2 separate regions of the Mus musculus genome follow, and region 2 is linked to region 1. The links are chromatin contacts, called in public Hi-C maps. All regions are on one chromosome and are shown on one strand. Each heading gives the region's core, a stretch centred on a gene start, on an enhancer-like site or on the middle of the called end of the contact. The rest is flanking DNA. Distances are from core to core; before and after follow the strand shown. Region 1 has its middle 17 kb from the start of Izumo1r. Region 2 has its middle 38 kb from the start of n-TKctt4.

Evidence for each region. A called contact is a pair of places that touch in the nucleus more often than the background predicts.
Region 2: a Hi-C map of CD8 T cells shows a contact between it and region 1, with 2.4 times the contacts expected there. The contact joins two enhancer-like sites. A contact is called at or near these places in 17 of 39 promoter capture datasets (the 3T3-L1 cell line, 3T3-L1-derived adipocytes, the C10 cell line and 11 more), 15 of 484 Hi-C or Micro-C datasets (the 63-12 cell line, CD4 T cells, CD8 T cells and 8 more), 1 of 115 datasets of contacts at active chromatin or transcription factors (the HPC-7 cell line) and 1 of 9 other capture datasets (embryonic stem cells).

Annotation. Positions count from the first base shown.
Region 1 is chr9:14,883,117-14,890,250 of GRCm38.p6, forward strand. It overlaps a transcript of Izumo1r not described here. Among named protein-coding and RNA genes, the nearest start is that of Izumo1r, 17 kb to the right of the region's middle. Within about 2 kb of position 1,790, at least 30 of the 459 cell types and tissues checked have an H3K27ac peak or open chromatin away from gene starts, as enhancers often do. A contact at or near this core is called in CD8 T cells and regulatory T cells, where this site is marked.
Region 2 is chr9:14,992,648-14,999,490 of GRCm38.p6, forward strand. No RefSeq gene overlaps it. Among named protein-coding and RNA genes, the nearest start is that of n-TKctt4, 38 kb to the left of the region's middle. Within about 2 kb of position 3,099, at least 11 of the 459 cell types and tissues checked have an H3K27ac peak or open chromatin away from gene starts, as enhancers often do. A contact at or near this core is called in CD8 T cells and regulatory T cells, where this site is marked.

The DNA.
Region 1 (7,134 bases), core at 540-3,039:
AGCATAGAGGGAAGGGAAACCTGGGGAGGACACATGGCTTGGGCAGTGGCCACCAAGTCATAGACGTCTTTCATGAGATCTTGTTATTCTGAGGGTGGGGTATCTTCTGTCTCCTCAGTCTTCAATCTGCCATTGAGAGGCAGGCCATCTTATTGGTCAGTGGGGTGGTATTAGACATTTCTAGCAAGTATCCAAATAGGCCTAGACTGGTTCTGTGAAAAAATACAAGTAAAACCCCTTCTAGTTGTAAGGAGGGAGTCTGGTCCCTTCCAAATTCCACCCAAGGGATCGTGCTATCCTACTAGGATGGGAGGAGTTATTCCTGGTATGTGGCAATAGAGGGAGACAGGAGGGTGTTTGGAACCTCTGTAAATGTCCAATATATTTAGGGTCATCACACATGGGAATGGCCAAAGTCCTAACTATAAAATCAGAGGAGGGTACTAAGCAGGGCTCTCCCTCTCTGCATCAGGACAGCACAATGCTTTAACAGTTTATTATAAAAGCAAACATTCCCTTACCACTCAGTCCAGCAATTGGACTCCCTGGCATTTACCCAGAAGATTTGCATTTTGTTTCTACAGAAACATGCAAATGAAGTTTATGAAAATGTATTCATGATTGGCAATGATGGGGAGAGGTCTTTCACGGGGTGACTAGTGGAGAAATGGGGCACATCCATGTGCGATGGTGGAATATTATTCAGTGATGAAAAGAAATGAGTTGCTAAGCCAGAAAAGGTCATGGAATGGGTCTGGAGAGGTGACCCAGTGCTTGAGAATACTGGCTGCTTTTGCAGAGGACACTGGTTCCATTTCCAGCATCCACTTGGCAGCTTACAACCAGTAACTGCAGTTCTTGAGGACACTGAGACCCACGGGTCATGTGCACACATGGTACTCACAAATACAGCCAGGCCATACATAAAATAAAGTAATAATTTTTTAAAAGAGGAAAAGACATGGAGGAAAATTTAATGGATATCATTGCATGAAAGAGAGAAACCTGGAAAGGTCAAACAGTATGACTTCAAGAATTTGACATTCTGAAATAGGTCTAGCTATGGAGTCTGTAAAAAGATCAGTGGTTTATATGCATTGTTAGTTAGGAAGGTATAAAAGGAAATGGGCTTTTACGGCAGTGAAGCTATTCCACATGATACTATAGCAGTACATATATATTATATATATGGTTCAAACCCATAGAATGTAGACCAAGAATAAAGCCTAGTGAAAGCTATGGTCTTAAGGAGGGGATGGCATGTCTATGCAGGCTCATCAACTCAGGCAAAAGAACTGTATAGACTGGGATGCTGATGGTGTTGGAGTCTGTGCATGTGTGGGTACAGTTGAGGCATGAAGGATCTTTATATTTTCCTATAATCTAAAATTACTCTGGAAAAGAACATCTAAAAACCTATATATAAACCTAAGCTTACTAATGGCTCTTCCTCAACGTCCTCGGTTTTTTGTTTATTTTTGTTTTTGTTTTTTAACCTGTTTCTCAAACTTTCTTCACTTCCCACTTTTTTTGGGGGGGGTTAAATGGTCTTTGTAAGTGATGTTCAAGTAGCCTGCTCTGGCTGACACAACACCAAACAGCTCAGGCGAGGCCGGAAGTCTCAGTGGAAGCTGTCAGAGCTGATGTCTGATGAGGCCTCTCTTCCTGGCTTTCAGTACTTTCGTCCTCACGTGACCTTTCTTGAATGAGACTGCATCTCCTCCTATGAGGACACTAGCCCTTCCTATTTATGGCTTACCTCATGACTTCATTCAAAATAACTATGTCCCTAAAGCCTCATCACCCAACAGTCACCCTGGAAGTGAGGACTGCAACAAATGAAGTTGTGAGTGTCATAACTCAGCTGAAAGCAATGTGCTTATAAACAATTTGTTGAATGTTTCCCTTCTGTTCAGCATGTTTCCATCACGTGCTTTGAAATTATGTGCAAATGGCTTCTATGCTGACTTCCAAGAAGAAGCCAGTGTATGGTTGGCCAGCCTGACTTAAAATGGGGAATGCCACTAAGGTCTCTAACTTGTAATGTTGACAAGGCATTCAATCTAGGCAGAAAGAAGTCATGAGAGATTTGATGGGATCACTACTGAGTTCTCATTCAGCTTCAATGCACATTTTAAGGAGAAAAAATAATCAAAAAGAAATAAAAATTAAGTTGCATACAGGAAGTATGCCTTTTGAGGAAGTATGATTTGGAGGGCAACCAGGGGGCAGTGTGGAGGTTTGTCAAAGGCTTTGGAGTAGCATTCACAAATGTCAAGGATCTACTGTCTCATGTCAGAGAGACAGGGCAGTGTGTTTTTCCTTCCTTTGAAGGTAAAATAATGAAAAATTCATAATGAAAATTCATTTATGAGTAGTTGGCTCTAGATCCACCCAGCACTAGAAATATCTGAAGGGCATGGACTGTGATGTCACCTTCAAACCATAGCATGTGGGGGGAAAATGCAGGAATACAAAAATCATACACACAGGGAGCCAGCCACCAGGAAAGCATGAGACCACTTTTCACAAATTTTCTGTGAGGGAAAATGATTTTTGGGCAATGAATAATTTGTGTTACTCAAAAATATACATTATTTATAATAATTGTAAATTTATCTTGGAGGTGAACAGTGAGTTTCTGTTGCCAAAGAATTGAGAGAAAAGGGGAGCTGCTTTTGATGAAGATGGAGATGTAAAGATTTAAAATAACACTTTATTTCATTTCTTTAATCTTTTCCAACTAAACTCAATAGGAAACAATGAATTGAAATTATAGCAAGAAGCAATTGTGTTCTTCAGAAAGGAGATCTTTTTAGAACAGTGTGGGATAAAGCTGGAACTGCTTCCTCAGGGAGACTAAATACTCTTTGTCCTTGGAGGAGCACTCTCTGCCCTTGGAGGAGCACTCTCTGTCCTTGGAGGTGCTCTTCTGGGAAGGAGGACTCAGTGGAGAGGCAAAGGCTGGTTGCTTCCTGTGTCTCAGAAGCTAAGAAAGGCAGGAGGTTGCAGGGGTGGGTATCCTAGCTCTGGTAGGGCCAGATAACAGGAGGCTCAACTCTGTCTCAGCCTGTTCCAGCCTATATGCAACCAAATGGTGTTCTCTGAGTCCCAGTGTCATTATCTGCAATCCAGGGTTGCTGAAGGATCAAATAGAGCTGATGAAGTGCTTGCATTATGGCAGTGGTAGTTCTATAAACGGTAGTCTCATTGATAGAAGACCCTTGACTTTGTTCAGAAAAGAAAGTGAGTAAACATTAAAGAAGCCAGCTGTGCCTAGCACTGTTACCCTCCTCCCCCCCCCCCCCCACACACACACACCTCTGCTCGACATTGGTTATTTGGCTTCGTTATTGTGACCCAACACCAGACAAGAAGCAGCTTAATGAAGTAAGGGTTTATTTGGGCTCATGACTTGAGAAGGCAGAGTCCATCTTGGTGAAGGAGGCATGGTACAGGAGCAAAACATTCAACAGTCTCAGAAGGTTGAGATGGCTGGTTACATTGTATCAACAGTCAGAAAGAAGAGAGCAGACAGCACATGGGTGTGGCTATAGGCCCCAGCCCCTCCACACTTCCTCCAACTTGGCCCTGCTTCCAAAAGGTTCCACAAACTTTCTAAAACAGTATCACCAGTTAGGAGACAAGCATTTCACACTCAAAACACAACGGTTTTTCACAAGCCTTGGTGGCTTCTTCTCAGACATCATGCTCTTTGGGAATTCTTGAGTGGCTTTTGTTCTAACTTATGACTTGTGGGTTTAGAGAGAAGCCAAAACAATTAGGGGTTAAGTTCACGCCTGCAGAGCATGCTAGTGTTGTCAAGCTTAGACTCTGACCCAAGATGCAGTGGGCATGGAAGGACACCATCCTTGACTTGATGGCTCAAAATGCTAAGTTCAAATCCCACCTCTTGGCCACATGCTGAGGAGCCAAGATCAGTTTTGATAAAATCCTTCCCATGTCAGAAGCAAAAGTTCCCATGTGGGAGTCCTACTCACCCCTTTCTACCTCCCATTCTGGCCAAGGCCTGCCAAGAATCCCATCCTGAGCAGTAAAAGTATGCCCTGCTGACTGCAGGAGAGGAGAGTTTCTGCATAAGGCTATGTGTTAGGTACTTTGCAGAGTCTCTAGCTGGAGGCTCTTACTAATATGTTGGCTCCCACGCAGACAATCAAGAGTCCTGCACTGGTTCATACGCTCCACCAGGGCCGTACTGTGGTGCAGCTGGTAGATGAGCAGGTTGGTATTGTAAAGAGGCACTCACACAAATCTGAGCATGAGTGTCCCCCTCAGTTTGTACCCATGGAATCTCATTGTTTCACCCGGTAATTGGTGGTGCTCAAACTTGCCTTCCTGTGCAGGTCTTGCAGCCTCCCATTGGCTTACCAGGCTGCATTGAGATAATTCAAAGCCAGACCCCAAAGGCCCTTATTGGACCTCTTGGACTGTTCCATTACCTACGAGAGCCTTGGCATGCCCTGTCTTTGATTCCACTATGGCAGATGGTTGACTTCAATCCCCTAAGTGTTCTGGGTTCCCCCTTCCCTTCCCCGCCAAACCATGATTTCTTCTTCCTTACCACCGAGGTTTTAAGGGTTGGATCAGGATCTCATCCTCACAGTGCAGGCTAGAAACGGTTTTAGTTACTATTCTTGCTGTGTCCAAATCCACAGCAGAAAGCAACTTAGAAAGGCTTTAGCTTAGCTCATGGTTTGAGGGAGCAGTTCACACGATGGGGAAAGTGTACAGCTAGAGCAGCCCTTGGTTGACTTCAGGAGTGTGAGGCTGTTCACACATCTGACCAGGTCCAGAGCAAAGGTAGAAGTCCTAGAGGAGTCATCTGGCGTGCTCCTTTACCCATTGCTGATAGATGTGTGTGTGTGTGTGTGTGTGTGTGTGTGTGTGTGTGTGTGTGGCTTTTTGAAGCAGGGTGTCAACTGGATCTAGGCTTGGGTGATAGCTGAGTTGGCAGCCTGCCAGCTTCCCCATGCCTGTGCCACCAGAGACAGCTCTCCCATTTTGCCCAGGCAACAGGTAAGGTTATCTCTCATGTCTGAGGCAGACGGCAAGTGGCTCTCCTGTGTTCACACCCTCAGGGCCAGCTCTTACACACTGCCTAGGCAAGAGGCAGGGTTAGCTCCTCCATTCTCATGCCCTCTAGACCAGTTCCCCTGCATCTCCGCCACCAGGGCCAGCTCTACTGTGCTGCCCAAGCAAGGTACAGGACTGCTCTCCAGAGAACTGCAGCTGGCGAGGGGCGTGGGTAGCTCTATGTAGCCCTCAGAGGTCAACATGGCCCCAGGTGGCAGCACAGACCAGGGATGTCTATATGGTCTTTGGTGGTAATATGGGCCTTGGACATCAGCACAGTCCCCTGCTGCTGCAGAGCCAGAGACCCAGACGTGACCCTCAGCACCCTCTACTCATTTTACTTCATTCCAAGATCTCATGGCATGGCATAGTGCTGTCCACATTTGAGATGGGTCTTTTTCCATCTGCAAACATGTGCAAAGATCCAGAGATTCAAATCACTAACGCACTGATCCATTTTCTGAAAAGCAGACAGAAAGCACTGGAAGACTTTGCAGGGAACAGTTCCTTCCCGAGACATGCCCCAGCCTGTGAAGTTCAGCCATTCAGCTGAACGAGTCCTGTCTAATACATCATTTCTCCTTAGGCACAGGGCTGATGGGCATGAACGAGTTAATCTCCCATGCAGTGGGCAGCTCTGCTCTTCAGCAGAGTACAGAGCGCACCTGGGAGAGAGTGGTGCTTGTGTGGAGCAATTACTCTGTTTGTGCAGGAAATAGGGAAGACAGAAGGCACCAGGCTGAAATCGCAGTTTGAGTGCTAAGCACGGGGCAGTCAGCCATTTAGCTATTAATGCATTAAACACAGGTACTTACATTGGCCAAGAACAGTGGCAGGAAAAGGCAGGAAAACTGTTAGGTGCAATCGTTTTCCTCAAAGAGCTGATAATTCAGTTCTGGGAAGTTAAGAGATATGAGTACTTGCTACGTGTGTGACAAGCATGGAGAGGAGAGAGGGTTATCCTATCCTGGCAGTGGAAGGCCTCTGAGGCCTGGAGGCCTGGCTTGGCACCTTGCACCCTTCTGTAAAGTTGCAGCTTACTGCACGTGAACTCCCTGGAGAGGGTCACCCTGGCTTCAGACACATGATGCCAGTTCCAGTGGCCCCCAGTCTGCCTGCGCACACCCATGATTGCCTGCCTGTTCACAGTTTCAGGGTTGGACAGCTTGATAAAAACATCACAGAGAACTCAAGAAGGCCCTTCAGTTACTCGATATGCTTTTGTATGTGCAAGTGTGTGAGCACACATGTGCCCACATGTATGTGTTTCTTTGTGTATGCATACGTGTGAATCGTATGAAGGTATATGTGTGTGCGTACATTGTGTGTGCCTAGGTCAGAGGACAACTTCAGTGATGTTCCTCAGGAGCCATCCACCTTGCTCTCTTTTACTGTTTGTTTGAGACAGAGTCTTCCTTCCTCTTGGCTAGACTTGTCATGCACCCCAGGGACCTACCTCCCCAGTGCTGGGATTGCAAATGTGCGCTACCATGCCCAGCCTTTAAAATGGGGGTTTTGGGGATTAAACTCAGGTTCTCACACTTGGAAGGTAAACATTTTACTGACTGAGTTATCTCCCCAGCCCAATACATGGCTTTATTATAACAGGTATGCACAGTATGAGGTGGAAGAGAGAAACATAGTTTCTGTGTCCTTCCCTTGGGAGTCAGGTTGGCACCGGCCTGGCACATCAACCTATTCGCAGGCCGGAAAGCCGCACTGAGCTGCAGTATGAAACCAGCCATGAGGACTTCAGTCTGCTTGCTTGGTGGGCATGATGGTTTAAACCACTGTATTTACCACTGAGTTCCTGTAGGCCCTTTCCTCCTTAGAGCCTCTGGCTGGACCTTCTCATGCCCCATCCTAACACTAGCTTGGGAGCTACCAGTAACCACTTTAAAGCACGAAGAAAGCATTCATCAGGAAATTCCAAGAGTTTTTAGGATCTCTACGGCAGGCTTCAAGCTAAGGAGGAGACAGATATTTCATTCAGCGCATCTTGATATAAAACATCAGCCTGCATTTTGGAAGTTAGATATC
Region 2 (6,843 bases), core at 1,849-4,348, 110 kb after region 1:
CTGGAGGAGTCCTGGAGAGCAGCTGTCCTTCAGTCTACATTGGAAGGCTGAAGAAACTGGAGTCTAATGTCACCACAGGATAAGGTGCACTCACCAGTAAGAAGCAAGGGCAAGCAGCACAGATTATCCCTAAGTCCTCTTTGTTTATAGGCCACCTCCCACCTCCCAGAAGTGCTGCCCAGTCTGCGGGTGGGTGATGACCCATCCCCTCTGTGATGCTTTCCTGAAAATGTCCTCAGAGCCACTCAGAAGCATTTCTCTTGGTTGCTTCTATATTTCCTCCAGTTGACTGTCAGGATTAATCATCCCTGAAGAGAAGGTGAAGTGTGCCGGATACTTACAGTATCTAGAGATGCCAGGTACTTCTATGGTATCTATAGGTCATTTTTGAGGGGGAAAACACAGGTGAGAGGTCCTACCCACCTTTATTTTTGGTGGATTATGGGAAGTAATTCAGATCTGCAGCCTCGTTTCCTTGCTTCTGGCCTCTGAGTTCTGGGTAGTCTGGTGAGGTGAGAAGGAATAAGTCTGTTGAGCAGCATGATGCAATGGTGTGCCAGAGCATCTCTGCTGGTCTTCCAGATTCTGCAGAGCTATTAATGGTCATGGGTTGTTGTGACATGGAGACCAGGTACAGGCAGTAAAATTCCCCCATTCTACCATATTTTTACCAAAGCCATTCTTTTAAGTAATTCTCTGTATATAACACTTTTAATGAAAATACTCACAGGCGATTTGTGTTGAGCATCTGTGACCCAAGTTTCTTTTATCACTACTGGAAGCAATATGATTCTCACATGCAGGTTTCATGCCCTAGCCTCTCTGATGTATGTGGGTTAGTCAATGGATCTTCTCAGTACACCTGGACCAAATCCCCATTCTACTTACTGAGTGACTTTGGCTTCCTTTAATGGCAGAAGACCTGAGAATGCAAGTTAATCTAGCCCTAACACTGTCCCCAATCCCAACGCATGGAGATACAGCTGGCTCAGCTTTCTATAAGTATGCATTGTGATCCTATGTCAGTCAGGTGTCCATTACCTGAGCCCATTCCTCTCCCCCTATGTCAGTTCCAGTTATCTGTCTCACACAAGTGAAAATGTCAGTCCCCAGGAGTGTTTCTTTAAATATGGGATCCTGGGCTAATTAAGCTATCAATCTGGCCCTTGCCTTTTAATTTCAGTGGGTCTCTGGGGAAATTAAAGTCTTGAAGACAGGACTTTGGAAAAGCAGAATGGTGCATACAGGCTGGAATGTGGCTCCAACCACTGGTCTTTTGGGGCCAGGCCATATCCTCACATACATAGGCCACCTAAGAAAAAGCTAGCTCTTTGCCCAACACCTCCTTGTTTTTTTGTTTTTAAGTAAGAGGATTAGATTAGAATTATATGTTTTAAAAACTTTTTATTGATTCCTTGTGAGTTTCATATCATACACCCCAGTCCCACTCATCTCCCCATCCCTTCATATCTACTCTTTTCCTTTGCAACCCTCCCCCACAATAACACACAAACACACACACACACACAGAGAGAGAGAGAGAGAGAGAGAGAGAGAGACAGAGACAGAGAGACAGAGACAGAGAGACAGAGAGACATAGAAAACATCTCATTGTAGAATATACCCTTCTGTCCACACATCTTCACTTATGAATGTTCATTGTAATGAGTCATTGGTCTGGTTCTAGATCTCTGGCTTCTGTGACACCATGTTGTGGCCCTGTGTTATGGAGATCCTGCAGCTTTGGAACAGCAGAACTGGCCCTTTCACAAGTCCCAACCATTCCTAGATGATGTAGGTTTTGAGGTGGGCATCTCTGAGCCCATCTCTGGGCCCGGTGATAGCAGACCTGGTCAGTCTGCCAACTCTTTCATATCTGCACAACTAGGGCGAGCTCTCTAGCAATGCCTCCATTGGCAGAATCCTGTTCTTATGACCCCTGGGCTGGCTCACTCACACCCATGCCTTCAGAGCCAGCTCCACTGTGCTGCCCAGTCATGGCACTGGGACTTACTTCCCCAAGTGGTGTAGCCAGCAAAGGGCTGGGCCAGCTCTCCCACTGTCACATCCCTGGGGCTGGCTCACCAGTGTCTTTGCCCTTGGTGCCAGCTCCACTGTGTTGCTCAGGCAAGGTGCAGGGCCTGCTCTCCTGAGTTCTATAGCCAATGAGGGGCAGGGCTAGATCTCCTGGCCTCATGGCCTTGGGGCCAGCTCTCCCAACTAGCACAGGTAGAAAGGTTGAGTCGGGGGAGGATATCACTTTTCCATCCATGCCACCTTGGGACAAAGGAGTGGAGGGGCTAGAATTGAATTTTTTTTTTTAAGCTTGAAGGTATTCTTTGCTATGAAAAGGAATCTCCTATTATTGGCACATACATATTTTATTGTTGTTATGTGATGGTGTTTTATTCTGCATCTGTGTGCTTACCTATTTTGTTCAGGTTGTAACCAGCAAGCATTTATTTTTCTCAGCCCAGATGCTGGAAATTTAAAAATCAAAGCACCAGGAGACACTGAGTGGTGCCTTCTGAGGATCCAATTTCTGACTTTTGGACAGCCATTTTCTTGCTTATTATCACATGGAGAGAGAGAGAGAGAGAGAGAGAGAGAGAGAGAGAGAGAACTGTTTTATTCATCTTTATATTCCTACATGATAACATTGTCCTTGGGACATTGTAACATTTAGACACTGCCTAATGAAGAAATGATTATGCACATAAGTGTGGGTGTGAACAGGCGAATGGTTGAGTGATTCAGAAATGTTGCTGAAGATGTAGTGATAATCTGTGATGAATGTGGATGATATCTTGGGTCAAAGGACTGAAAGAAATGAACTATAAAGAACTTATCCCAATAAACAGAGAGATACCAGTGTCTCTAAGCTACCAGTGAATGAAGCAGTACCCTAGATTGTTCTGAGGGCTTAGTCATTCAGTCAATATGGGTCTGTTGTGGTGGCTCACCAAGATGTGAGCCCATGTCTGATGGCTTCCATAGTAACAGAATCAATCAGTAAATCAACAAGGAGTTACAGAGCATCACTTGGGACCTCAGCCCAGGGTTGCAGCTGAGCTCATCAGAGAAGTAGAGCAGTAGGCAGAGGGTACAGGAGTCATTCAAAGATGAAAGTGACCCAGGGTGCATCACTGATGTGGTATAGATATGGCTACTTACCTGTGACGAATTCACTCCTTAAGAGGCCAAAGTTGAGTGTGATTCAGATAGGCAGACAGCCTTCTCAGCTGCCACCCACCTCACAGCACAGCCATTGTAGGCTGGCCTATTGTGTCTATCTTAACAGAACCCTGGGAGCCTCTGAATATTTTTGGATGGATCTGGAACATCTGTAGTCAGTTAAGCATGTGTAGAAGGTTTGTTATAAAACTGAATTTATAGAGAGAGCATACTTTTGCTTAAATTGTGGTATAAATATGAGTCTGCTGAGAGTGGTGAGTCTGGGGAAGCTTATGGGAGACGAAGCCTCATTTCCCTCTGTCCTTGACCATATAAGATGTTTTAATCACACAGCATCATTACTTTCCACACTCTTTGTCATCAGCTCTTACAAAGATGGAACAGAACTGAGTGTTCTCCAACAAATGGTGATGTAACATAGATAAAACATCAAGATTAAACTGTAGGATAAAGCATTAGGCAGCTCTGAAGAGGCTGCACCAACTCTCAGCAGGAAAGGCAAGCTTGTCCTCTGTCCCTGAACATGAGTGTTCAGCCATTTCCTGTGGTCATACCAGCCATAGAGGCAGCTCTCGTGCCATTAGCTCTAGGGTCCATGGCCCTTGCTAGTGGTACTATAAAGGCCCAGCACATGCTGGCGATTATACCCAAGGCAGATGAGCATGGCTCCTCCAGACTCCTCACTCATCAGAAGCACATGCAGAATGGCCAAACATGCCTTTTCTAGGGCTCACTACAGACGTGTCCTTCACAAATCAGAGGATGAGCCTGAGGCCTTTACTCTCCAGCACTTTGTGCAAGCCAGGCAGTTGGAAGCATGGATTCTTAGCCAAGCCAGCAAGCCTTGTGTCATTTGCACTTTTCTTCCATTCTTTCAATGGAAAGTGGGGACAAGACACCTTCCTGGGCAGGTGGAGGCCACCCAAGGATTGCGACTCACTGTGGTGGAGTGGGACTCAAACTTGACCCTCACAGCTTCTCCCAAAGCTTCCCTGGAGCCTTTGGTGTGACCTTTCCCAGGTCTCTAGATGTCACAGGCTATGTTGGGTGCCGTAGGCGTCTGGACTTTCCAGGACTGGAAAGATGTCCATGGGTAGATGAGCAGACAGTGGCTCAGTGGCATCATTTGTGGGGCCTGTTCCCTGCGCTGGGCTGGCTTTCTATGTGGGTCTGGTGGGAAACTCTTAGGTCACTTGGGTGCTGCCCTGTACAGGGACCAGCTAGACTTGTGGGGCCTCTGTGTTGTTTCTCACCAGAGTGAATTGTCAGAAAAGCTCAGCCTGACTCCTGAATTACAGTCTGGCTTCCTGACTGATCTCATGATCTTTTCCTTTTCCTCCCTTCCTCTCTTCCTTCCTCCTTTCATTTCTTCCTCCTCACCTCTCTCCTTTCTTCTTCAATCTTTGCCTTTTTCCTCCCTCCTTCCTGTCCTCCTCTCGCGCCCCTCAGTCCCGGAGTGCTGCACCCTGGTAGAAAATGTCCTGTAATATGTGCATAGAGCATTCTGACACTCTCTCCCTTCCTAAGTAGTTCAGACTTAAGTCATTCAGAGCCAAGCAAGGCAGGTGTCTGGAGTATCCACTTAGGATGGAGAAGAGAAAACCATGTGACCAGGAAGCCGGGCAGTCACATCATCTCTGTGCCTAAGTGGAGCAGAAGCAGCAAAGAACAGAGAGGGCCTCAGCGCTCCATTTATTCTGGTATTCTCTGAATTTCCTTTCGCCTTTTAAAAAATTATTTTTGCAGTGAATATGTCATCTTTGCCTCATCCTTCTAAATTAGAAATAAAGTAAGATTATCTGGGCAGCCACCACTTGGCCAAGTCACCAGGCAGGGAAGGATGCCAGGGGCCCTAAGCCTGGATCCTGCATAATAAAGGCCAGGCACAGGGTCTCTGCATCATCCAGGCAGCGGTGTGCAAGCCCTGGAGGGTGGGCTTTCCCATCCCCCAGCTCCTTCACCATTCCATCTCAGGCTGGGGGAGGTTCATGCCCATCTGGTTTATTCTCTGGGGTTCTCTGAGTCAAGACTATTCCTGGGTCGCTTTGACAATACCCACACCACCCTCACCCATCTGCCCAATCTTTGTTTCCACCTGTGCAGGGCTGGGAGCTAGAGCCCCGAGGACAGCAGAGCCACGGGCTTCTAAGGAGTAAAGGTCTCTCTTAGCAACTGCCCCTTCCAGGGTTCGTCCTGAAGATGGACTTCCCACCCTTCAAAGACCTTTCTTTGCATTTACAGTTATTTCTGAGGCCAACAGGAAGCTACTTTCTGGGAATGCAGCTCAGTAAAGCACTCGTCTAGTATGCACAGTACCCTAAATCTGCTGCTTAGCATCGCATAAACCCGGAATGGTGCTCCAGGCCAGTGATCCCTGTGTAGTTCAAGGTCATCTTTAGCTGCACAGTAAGTTTGAAACTAGTCTGGACTATCTGATGCCCTTTCCTTACACAAACAAATAAACAAACAAACATACTGCTCCTATCTGATGAGTTCCCACTGAGTGTCAGATATAACATCTCACAACAACAACCCTGAAAAACAGAGAGGTTGATTCCTAAGGCCAATTCAGGTATTAGAGAGAAGATTCCAAACCAGATTTTCTAGTGTTAAAACCCAAACTGAACCCTTTTCTGCTGGTCATGAGACATTTTCCATTGTGCACCCATAACTTGAGTTCTTCTAGTTGTCAAATCAAATATTTTATACAACAGCTCCCGAGTGCTTGGTGAATGCTGGTTCTGGGCTTAATGTTTCTATTTAATCTACTTTAATTATCAACCATACCCTTGATTCTTGTGAGATTCAAGAAGAAACTGGAGCCTACCATAGTCAGGAGCTAAGGTCACCCAGCAGTCACAGGCAGCAATCATGACAACACATTCTTCCTAGGGTGCTTCACCCCAAAACGAGGGGAGCATGCTTCCTGCATCGTGGTGACTGCGAGACCTAATTTAAGTTTAAATGCCTGACACAGCAGCACTCGGGAAACGCTGCTTCCCTTTCTTCCCTGTCCAAGGAGAAGCAGGAGATCCACAAGCAGAGACAGTGCGGTGCAGAGTTTGTTCAAGCTGCTCACTGCAAAGCTGCTTCTTGGTGTAACTATCGATGAAAACTAGGCATGCACTTTCCTTAGCCTTCTTCTTACTTAGAAAAAGCAGCAGATGTGTGGGAGCATGTGAACACACCACAGTTCTCCGATGTTTCAGAAGTCAGTTCTTGCCTTCTATCTTGAGGTAGGCTTTCTCCTGTTCTGTGTCCATGCTGCGTGCGCCTAGTGGTTGGCTGGTTCTTGTCTCTCATCTTTTTCTAGGTGTGCCGGGATTACACATTCGTGCCACCAGATCTAGCTTTTCACATGAATTCCAGGGAATGGACTCAGGTGGCCAGGTTTCTGTAGCTGAGCCAGCTCCGTCCCCCTTCTTACTTTCTATGCCATTGCTCCTAGGAAACACTATGAGCCAGAGGCTTGGTAGAGGAGGGGTTTGAATAATCTGTAAAATGAATGTTGATCTCATTTGGATGGGATTTTCAGTACTTTAAGGTACTGAAGGCTTTTCCTCATGGGCTCTTGGTGTCTAGGAGAAACCAAGCATCCTGCCTCTTCACACCAACTCAGTCACTGACCCTGGCTAACTCATTGAATGG